2 separate regions of the Mus musculus genome follow, and region 1 is linked to region 2. The links are chromatin contacts, called in public HiChIP or PLAC-seq maps. All regions are on one chromosome and are shown on one strand. Each heading gives the region's core, a stretch centred on a gene start, on an enhancer-like site or on the middle of the called end of the contact. The rest is flanking DNA. Distances are from core to core; before and after follow the strand shown.

Evidence for each region. HiChIP or PLAC-seq counts read pairs in DNA pulled down with a chosen protein or histone mark.
Region 1: an H3K27ac HiChIP or PLAC-seq map of heart atrium shows a contact between it and region 2, with 19 times the contacts expected there. The contact joins two enhancer-like sites. A contact is called at or near these places in 9 of 39 promoter capture datasets (the C10 cell line, the HPC-7 cell line, cranial neural crest and 5 more), 2 of 15 datasets of contacts at CTCF or cohesin (CD8 T cells and the NIH/3T3 cell line), 9 of 484 Hi-C or Micro-C datasets (B cells, bone marrow-derived macrophages, double positive thymocytes and 5 more) and 4 of 115 datasets of contacts at active chromatin or transcription factors (cardiomyocytes, embryonic basal ganglia, fibro-adipogenic progenitors and 1 more).

The regions. Positions count from the first base shown.
Region 1 is chr15:58,844,558-58,848,227 of GRCm38.p6, reverse strand. No RefSeq gene overlaps it. Among named protein-coding and RNA genes, the nearest start is that of Tmem65, 23 kb to the right of the region's middle. Within about 2 kb of position 2,182, at least 5 of the 459 cell types and tissues checked have an H3K27ac peak or open chromatin away from gene starts, as enhancers often do. A contact at or near this core is called in heart atrium, where this site is marked.
Region 2 is chr15:58,584,249-58,587,639 of GRCm38.p6, reverse strand. All of the region lies in intron 18 of Fer1l6 (fer-1-like 6 (C. elegans)), which reads right to left. Among named protein-coding and RNA genes, the nearest start is that of Gm36451, 11 kb to the left of the region's middle. Within about 2 kb of position 2,014, at least 30 of the 459 cell types and tissues checked have an H3K27ac peak or open chromatin away from gene starts, as enhancers often do. A contact at or near this core is called in heart atrium, where this site is marked.

The DNA.
Region 1 (3,670 bases), core at 933-3,432, 260 kb before region 2:
TTTTCTTATGAGATACCTTCTGTCGTTATTTGGGCCGATCTTTTCCGTTACCGACTACATTTGAACACATGTCCTGAAGGCTGCCCACATTATAAGTAGCAACAATGAATTGCTTACCCAAAGCTTTTCAGTGGATGTTAGTCAAGAAGGCGAGTAAGCTTCCAAACAGCCAGTGTTAAAAGATGTCAAGGTCAAAGGCAGATTAAGCAAGAGTCTTAGATATTTTTAGAAGTAGTTATAATTAAGGTTCAGCAACTCTTCATAGGTCTGGAAAATGTCATTATGTCATATGCTTAGTATCATGTAGACATTTGTTAAGAAGCTATAATCATCAAGGTTTAGGGAGGCAGACAGAGAGTGTTTTGTTGACTTCCAACTGTGAAGAGGTTGCTCTGGGGTACTGCAGAGATGGCTCAATGGTTAAGAGCACTACCTGTTCCTCCAGAGGACCTGGGTTCAAGCCCCAGCACCCGCATGGCAGCTTACAACTGTCTGTAACTCCACTGCCAGGGCTTCCGATACCCTCACAGAGACAGACATGCAGGCAAAACGCGAATGAACATAAAATAAAAATAAATTATATTAAAAAAGAAGAGGTTGCTCTGTGTTCATCGATAAACAATGTCTCAGAATTCTTAGGACACCCCTGTGGTGTAGATTTCTAAATTCCCATTTTGTAGATGGAAAAATAAGTCCCTCTAGATTATGCAGTTAGTAATTTGAAGAGATGAAGAATATCAAATCCATAAAAATATGGAGACTGACTCAGAAGACCAGTTATAGTGAATGGCAGTAACGGTGTACTAGGATGTAAATAAATATAAGACTACATGCTCCTGAGCGCTGCGGCCCAGGTAGCTGCCTTAGGCTGCCTCGCAGGGCCGGTGGGGCATGAGCAGCGGGAGCATGGCTCTAAAACGGATCCAGAAGGAACCGACTGACTTACAGAGGGATCTTCCTGCTCAGTGTTCCGCAGGACCTGTGGGTGATGACTTGTTCCACTGGCAGGCCACCATCCTGGGCCCGAATGACAGTCCTTGCCAAGGAGGTGTTTTTTTCCTGACCATCCACTTCCCTACAGATTATCCTTTCAAGCCCCCAGAGGTTGCTTTCACTACCAGAATCTATCACCCTAATATCAACAGCAATGGCAGCATTTACCTGGACACCCTGAGGTCACAGTGGTCCCCAGCACTGACTGTGTCTAAAGGTAGAGACACTGGCATGGACTGAACATGCTGGTCTCCCGGTCCCCCTTGCTGACTAGAGGACACAGAAGCTGCAGAAGAACAGACGGCTTCCCCAGATCACATAGCCCTGCCCAGTCCTGTGGCGCCCTCATCCTCCACGCTGTAAGGCGATGAGGGCATTGCGAAGCACAGTTCCTGTGTCCTAGCAATCCTCCGCCGTCAGTTGCTCTGTGAAGCTCTGAACTGTCAAATGGGTACAAGAAGATGGCATCAACTTTACTTGCATTTTTACCTAAAAGTTGGAAAGCAAATAGGAAACTTTTTTTTTCATCTGCAGACCAACGTAGACTTTCTCCTGTCTATCTGCTCTCTGCTCTGCGACCCCAACCCTGATGACCCACTCGTGCCAGAAATAGCCCACGCTTACAAGGCTGACAGAGGGAAGTATGCGCCCTCTTAGATGCATAGAGAACTTCTGAAACTGTCAGAAGTTTTTGTTTATTTATTGAAAATCTGCTTCGGTGCTAGGTATAGCTAGGTCCTGGGATGTAATGAGGTATCAGGTGGACAGAGTTTCCCACTATCAGGTAGTCATGCACTCTAGTATCTGTCTCTCAAATACATTATCACATAGTTGCACAGGGTAACATTTGATTGTGATAAATACAATGGGGAGAAATGAAACAAAGATGTGAGTCTGTAAGAATGGCGAGTGTGTGTGCGTGCATGTGTGTGTGTGTGCTGCAGAGTAAGTATTCACAGCAGTAAAACCCTAAGACAGACTACTCTCATAGACTATAACTCTTAGTCTAATTGAATGTTTTCTTTGTACATCATGGTTCTTTTTGTATAGCAATAACCCCCCCCCCCCAAGACATATTGCTTACTTAGGTAGGTAGGTAGATGATAAAGAGTGTCGACTCTGGGATCCTTAGCCCATGTTGTACTTAAAATGCCTACTGGGGTATCCAAGTTTAGAAGTGAACCAAGCTGCTAGAGACACAAATCTTTGCCAGATAGTCTGGCTGTGAATGTGAGCGGCACTGGCATGTAGGAACAGTTACAGCTAAGAAGTCACTTGAGGTGAAAGAGAGGGTCAAGTGAAACATGCACTGGGAACAGATAGGGGGTGAGGGGGGATGGTTATAAAGGACTTAGAAAAAGAAATGATAGATAAGAAGAAACTCAGGAGAATGCCTTCACAGAAGAAAAAGGTTTTATTTGTTTTAAGAACTAGGGAGTAGTTCATTGGTTCACCCTCCTTTGAGAGTGAAGAAAAATCATAAAATATAAACAAACATTGGGTTTTAGAACTAGATTAGCACCAGGCAGTGGTGGCGCACGCCTTTAATACCAGCACTTGGGAGGCAGAGGCAGGCAGATTTCTGAGTTCGAGGCCAGCCTGGTCTACAAAGTGAGTGCCAGGACAGCCAGGGCTACACAGAGAAACTCTGCCTCGAACCCCCACCCCCCCCAAAAAAAAACCAAATAGAACTAGATTAGTCAGGACTCTCCAGAGAGACAAAATCAACGGGACATGCGTGAATATTTAAGGACAAGGGCAGGGTCTATGTAGCTCAATGGTAGAGAACTGGTCTGCCATGGATGACGCTGCAGGCTCAAACACACCCTGGTCCTGCTAAATTCAAATCACAGTGCTACTCATAAAATCATCTTAAGTATTTAAGAAGGGATGTGTGATGGGGACCGGTAATGCCATTGTGGAGGCCAAGAGATTTAATAACATGCTGTCTGAAAACTGGAGAAACAGAAAAGCAAGTGATATAACTCAGCCTAGTTAAGTTGACACAGAAGATTAACCATCACAGCCACGGAGACCTCACTGTAGTCTGATAAAAGCAGCTGGGTGGAGTGGCTGGAATTAAAGTCCTACTCAGTGAGTTAGAGAATACACGGAAGACAAAGAAGTGGAAATGCTGGTTAGACAGACTGTTCTGACATAAAGCAGGAAACCGAGGCATGGCTGTTTTGGATTTGGAGGTTTGTCTTGTCTTGATGGTGGGAGACAACAGAATATGCTTTTACCCTGTGAAGGCACCAAGGGGGTACTCAGAGAAGCAAGAGAGATTCTAGGAGGTGTCAGGTAGGGAGCTGTGCACAGACAGCCTGGTCCCAGGTTGAGCACAGGCCTTGAACCCTGGTGACCCCATAGGTGGTGATTCCCACCTGTGAGGAATGGCAGATATTCAGCAATGCCCCCTGGGCCCCTGGCTCCTGTTGTAGCTACAGCCTCCCATAGTCCCCCACACCCTCCTGCAGAGTGTATGGCCATCAGTCCTGTAGGCAAACTCCTGGTGTTCTGGACTCCACCCCCACAGTTACCTGGCAACAGCCAGGTAGACCTGGCCCACTATAAAAGGGGCTGTTTGCCCCCTCCTCCCTCTCTTACTTTCCTATTCTCTTGCTCTTACTCTTGCCCTCTTGCTCCCCCTCTCTCTGCCTTCCCTTCTCTCCTCTCT
Region 2 (3,391 bases), core at 765-3,264:
AGAGAGCAGGGATGAGTCTGGGTCAGCCGAGGGTTATTTTGTTAGGGTGACAGCATTTCTTCTGCTATTTGTAGCCATCCCAGGACTTCGGTTCACAAAGGCAAGGGGTTTTGTCTGGTGCATCACAGTGATGTTTCCAAGGCTTTAAAAAAAATTGCTTGGGACCAGAAGAATGTTGCAAACATTTGTTTAATAAATATGGTGATTCCCAAGAATGAAGATGCTTGGTACTCATTGAGAACCTACGCCAGTCTAGGCCCTGATTGAGAACTTACGCTGGTCTAGGCCTTGGACCAGTGTTTCTTCTTGTAGAATACTCTATCTTCAGCATGATGTACTAGGCCGCTCTTTTGTTCAGTCTCACAATAGTTCTGCAACCCTTCCAATAAGTGTATTTTAGAAAGAAAGAAGATGAGTTTCAGGTAAATAGACGCACCATTATCTAACGTCACAGAGCAAGAGGGGATTAGAACCAAGGAACACTCAGCTCTGAGCAGAGGCCCACTCTGATCCTCACAATTGCTGTGTGTGTCTGTGCACCTACATAGAGGCAGCATCTGGTGGATTTTTACTCTGTAGTTCCAGGGTGGAATGTGAGCTTCTACATGTTTTTCTGTTGGTGCTAAGCCTACAGACCTTAGTTTTAGGTATTTAAATTATATGGCTCACAATATACTATGTTACATTCCACCCTTAAAATTTATTTTAAAAGTTCCTTTTTCTTTAATGAAAAACAATAGAAAACATCATTCCTTCTACTGCTAGTGAAGAAACTATGAGTGTTTGTGCATGTGTGTGTGTGTACATGTGTGTATGTGCTTATGCATGTGTGTGTGAATGTGTGTTTGTGAGTGTGCTTGTGTGTATATGGGCATGTTTGTAAGTGTGAATGTGTGTGTGTGTGTGTGTGTGTGTGTGTGTGTGTGTGTGTGTGTGTGTGTGTTTGTGTGTGTGTGTGTGTGTGAATTTATAGTGAGAACCAAAAAATCAACTCACACATCCAGGTTTGATTTATTCAACCCTTTGAGACCAGAATGGAGAGCAGATAAAAACAAACAAACAAACAAACAGCCAAGAATGAAGAGGTACATAAACAGCTCTGATAGCCGACATCAAATTCTGCAGGAGATGTAATGCTCAAATCTTAGCCTTCCCTATGCCTCATCTACCTCCTCCTCCCAAAATGAACCTAACAGATAGAAGGTCTGTTAAAGTCCCTGGTAGAGTTTGGAAGTCAAATGTCCTTCCTGGACACAGCCAGTGGCACTGTTTGGGGAGGCTATAGAACCTTGGGTCTGTAGTCTAGCAGAAGGGTCTTTGAAGATGATCTCTCTTGTTTTGGCCCGTTGTCTCTGATTCTTGGCCTGTACACACAAGAAGCCTCTAGCAAAAGCTCTTGTTGCCACAGACCCAGGCTAGTGACCATTCCTTCACCCACCCCACCATGAAGACCTGTGTCACCTCACCTGTGAGTCAAAGCACATCCTTTATGCCCTGAGATGCTTCTGCAAGGCACATTCTGACAGGGCAACAGGCAGAGTGACTAATTCAATTGTACACAGATACTCTGGGGCAATAAATAACAAATATGATTTTCAAAACTGTGGGTGATTCTTGGCTGTAGATCTAGCTGTCATTTTCTGATCCGTGGGCACCGGGAAAGTCTATGACTTTCCAGCGTGACAACCACAACCTCCTACAGGTCTTTGAATGTTTAGGGGGTGCATACCCAGCAGACAGCTGTGCCACAGAATCAACTTTGAAGAATTTCTGGCGTAGAGAAAATCTACAGTCTGTGCTTCTTATTTCCACTTCTGAATTCTCCACTAGGAACTCATCATGAGACTGGGCCTTCTCCTATCGTCTTGGCTTTTTTATTTTTCAGACTTACGGTTTCAGAAAGGAGTGGGGGTGGGGTAGAGAATAAAAGGAAGTGGCAGGTGAGAGGGAGTTGAAATGGGAGTTGACAGTCAGAACAAGAAGGGAAACAGAACCGGTCTTGCTGAATCACGCTTTCCAGAAGCTTGCTCCCTCCCCGGGTGGTGACTGAATTCAAGGAGACTGAGTGATCATCCAGGGCAGTCACAGTGGCAACAGGAAAATGCAGATAAAGAAAGCCATAAACACATTGATAAAGATAACGCGCATGCTGGATACCTGTGGAAAAGCATTTCTCCGATCTAGCGGTACCTTTTCCCTAGCTTGATTTGACAGCAGCTCTTTGTTCTAATTTTGTACGGTGCCAGGATACACCAAAATATTTAGCAGAGAGTAACTTCATACCACTCTCTAGTATTTTTAGCACAGGCCCTCCGGAAACGATTTGCTATTTTTAAGACAAACCTTTCTAGTTTCTGTAGCACTCTTTGAATGGAGAAGGTAAAAGAAAGTCTCTGATATTTGGGATGAATGACTTAGGTTATATATATATATATATATATATATATATATATATATATATATATATATATATTGACTTTTTTCACTTATAGTTTCATAGGAGCAGATGTTTAAGAATTATTTTACAGACAGGACAGAAAGAAATAAGCAAAGTCACTGTGTTAGTTCCTTCTCTCGCCAATGTGCCAAATTCCCAGCAAAGGCAACTTCAAGAAAGGATTCATTTTGGCTCATGGTTTAAGGGAGCCTACCATCAACCATGGTGTGGGGGAAGTTTAGGGGTGGGGAAGTGTGGGGGTGGGGGGAGGGAGTGAGGACAAAGTGGCTGTCTATCAGGTCCACAGGAAGAAGGCAGAGGCAGATGAATGCCGGTGGTTGCTTGCCTCTTTTCCTGTCCTTCCCTCTTATTCAGTCTGAGACCCCAGGCCAAGGGATGATGCCACACATTCTCAGGGTGGGTCTCCCCATATCGGTTAAGGGTTTCTGGAAGCACACTCATGGTTAGACCCGGACTGTGCCCCAAGGTCAATTCTAAATCCAGTCAGATTAAGCCCCACAGCCACAAACAACTGAAGAGGGCTCTGCAGGGGATAGCAAGTTCTCAGAGGTGCTGGACCCACAGTTTCTTAAACACTGGTATTTACTGACTGATGATGGCGTAAGGCACAAATATGTGTTCTTTGCTTGAGTTTATTCACTTAATCCTCACAGGCATATCCATGTAGTGGAGGAAAAATAGAATAAACTTCTTCAAACGTATGAAAAATATTAAGCAGTCTCACCAAGATCACACAGCCGGTAAATATTTGCCCAGAACTCTGTTATGGATTGAATAATGTTCCTCCCAGAGTCATCTGTTTTAGATCTTAATCTTCAGTCATCAGATTGCTACCCTATTTGGAAGTGGAGTCACTGCAGATGTAATTAGTCAAATGACTAGACTGAAATAGGATGGTCCCTAAATTTAATATGACGTGCTCTTATCAAAAGA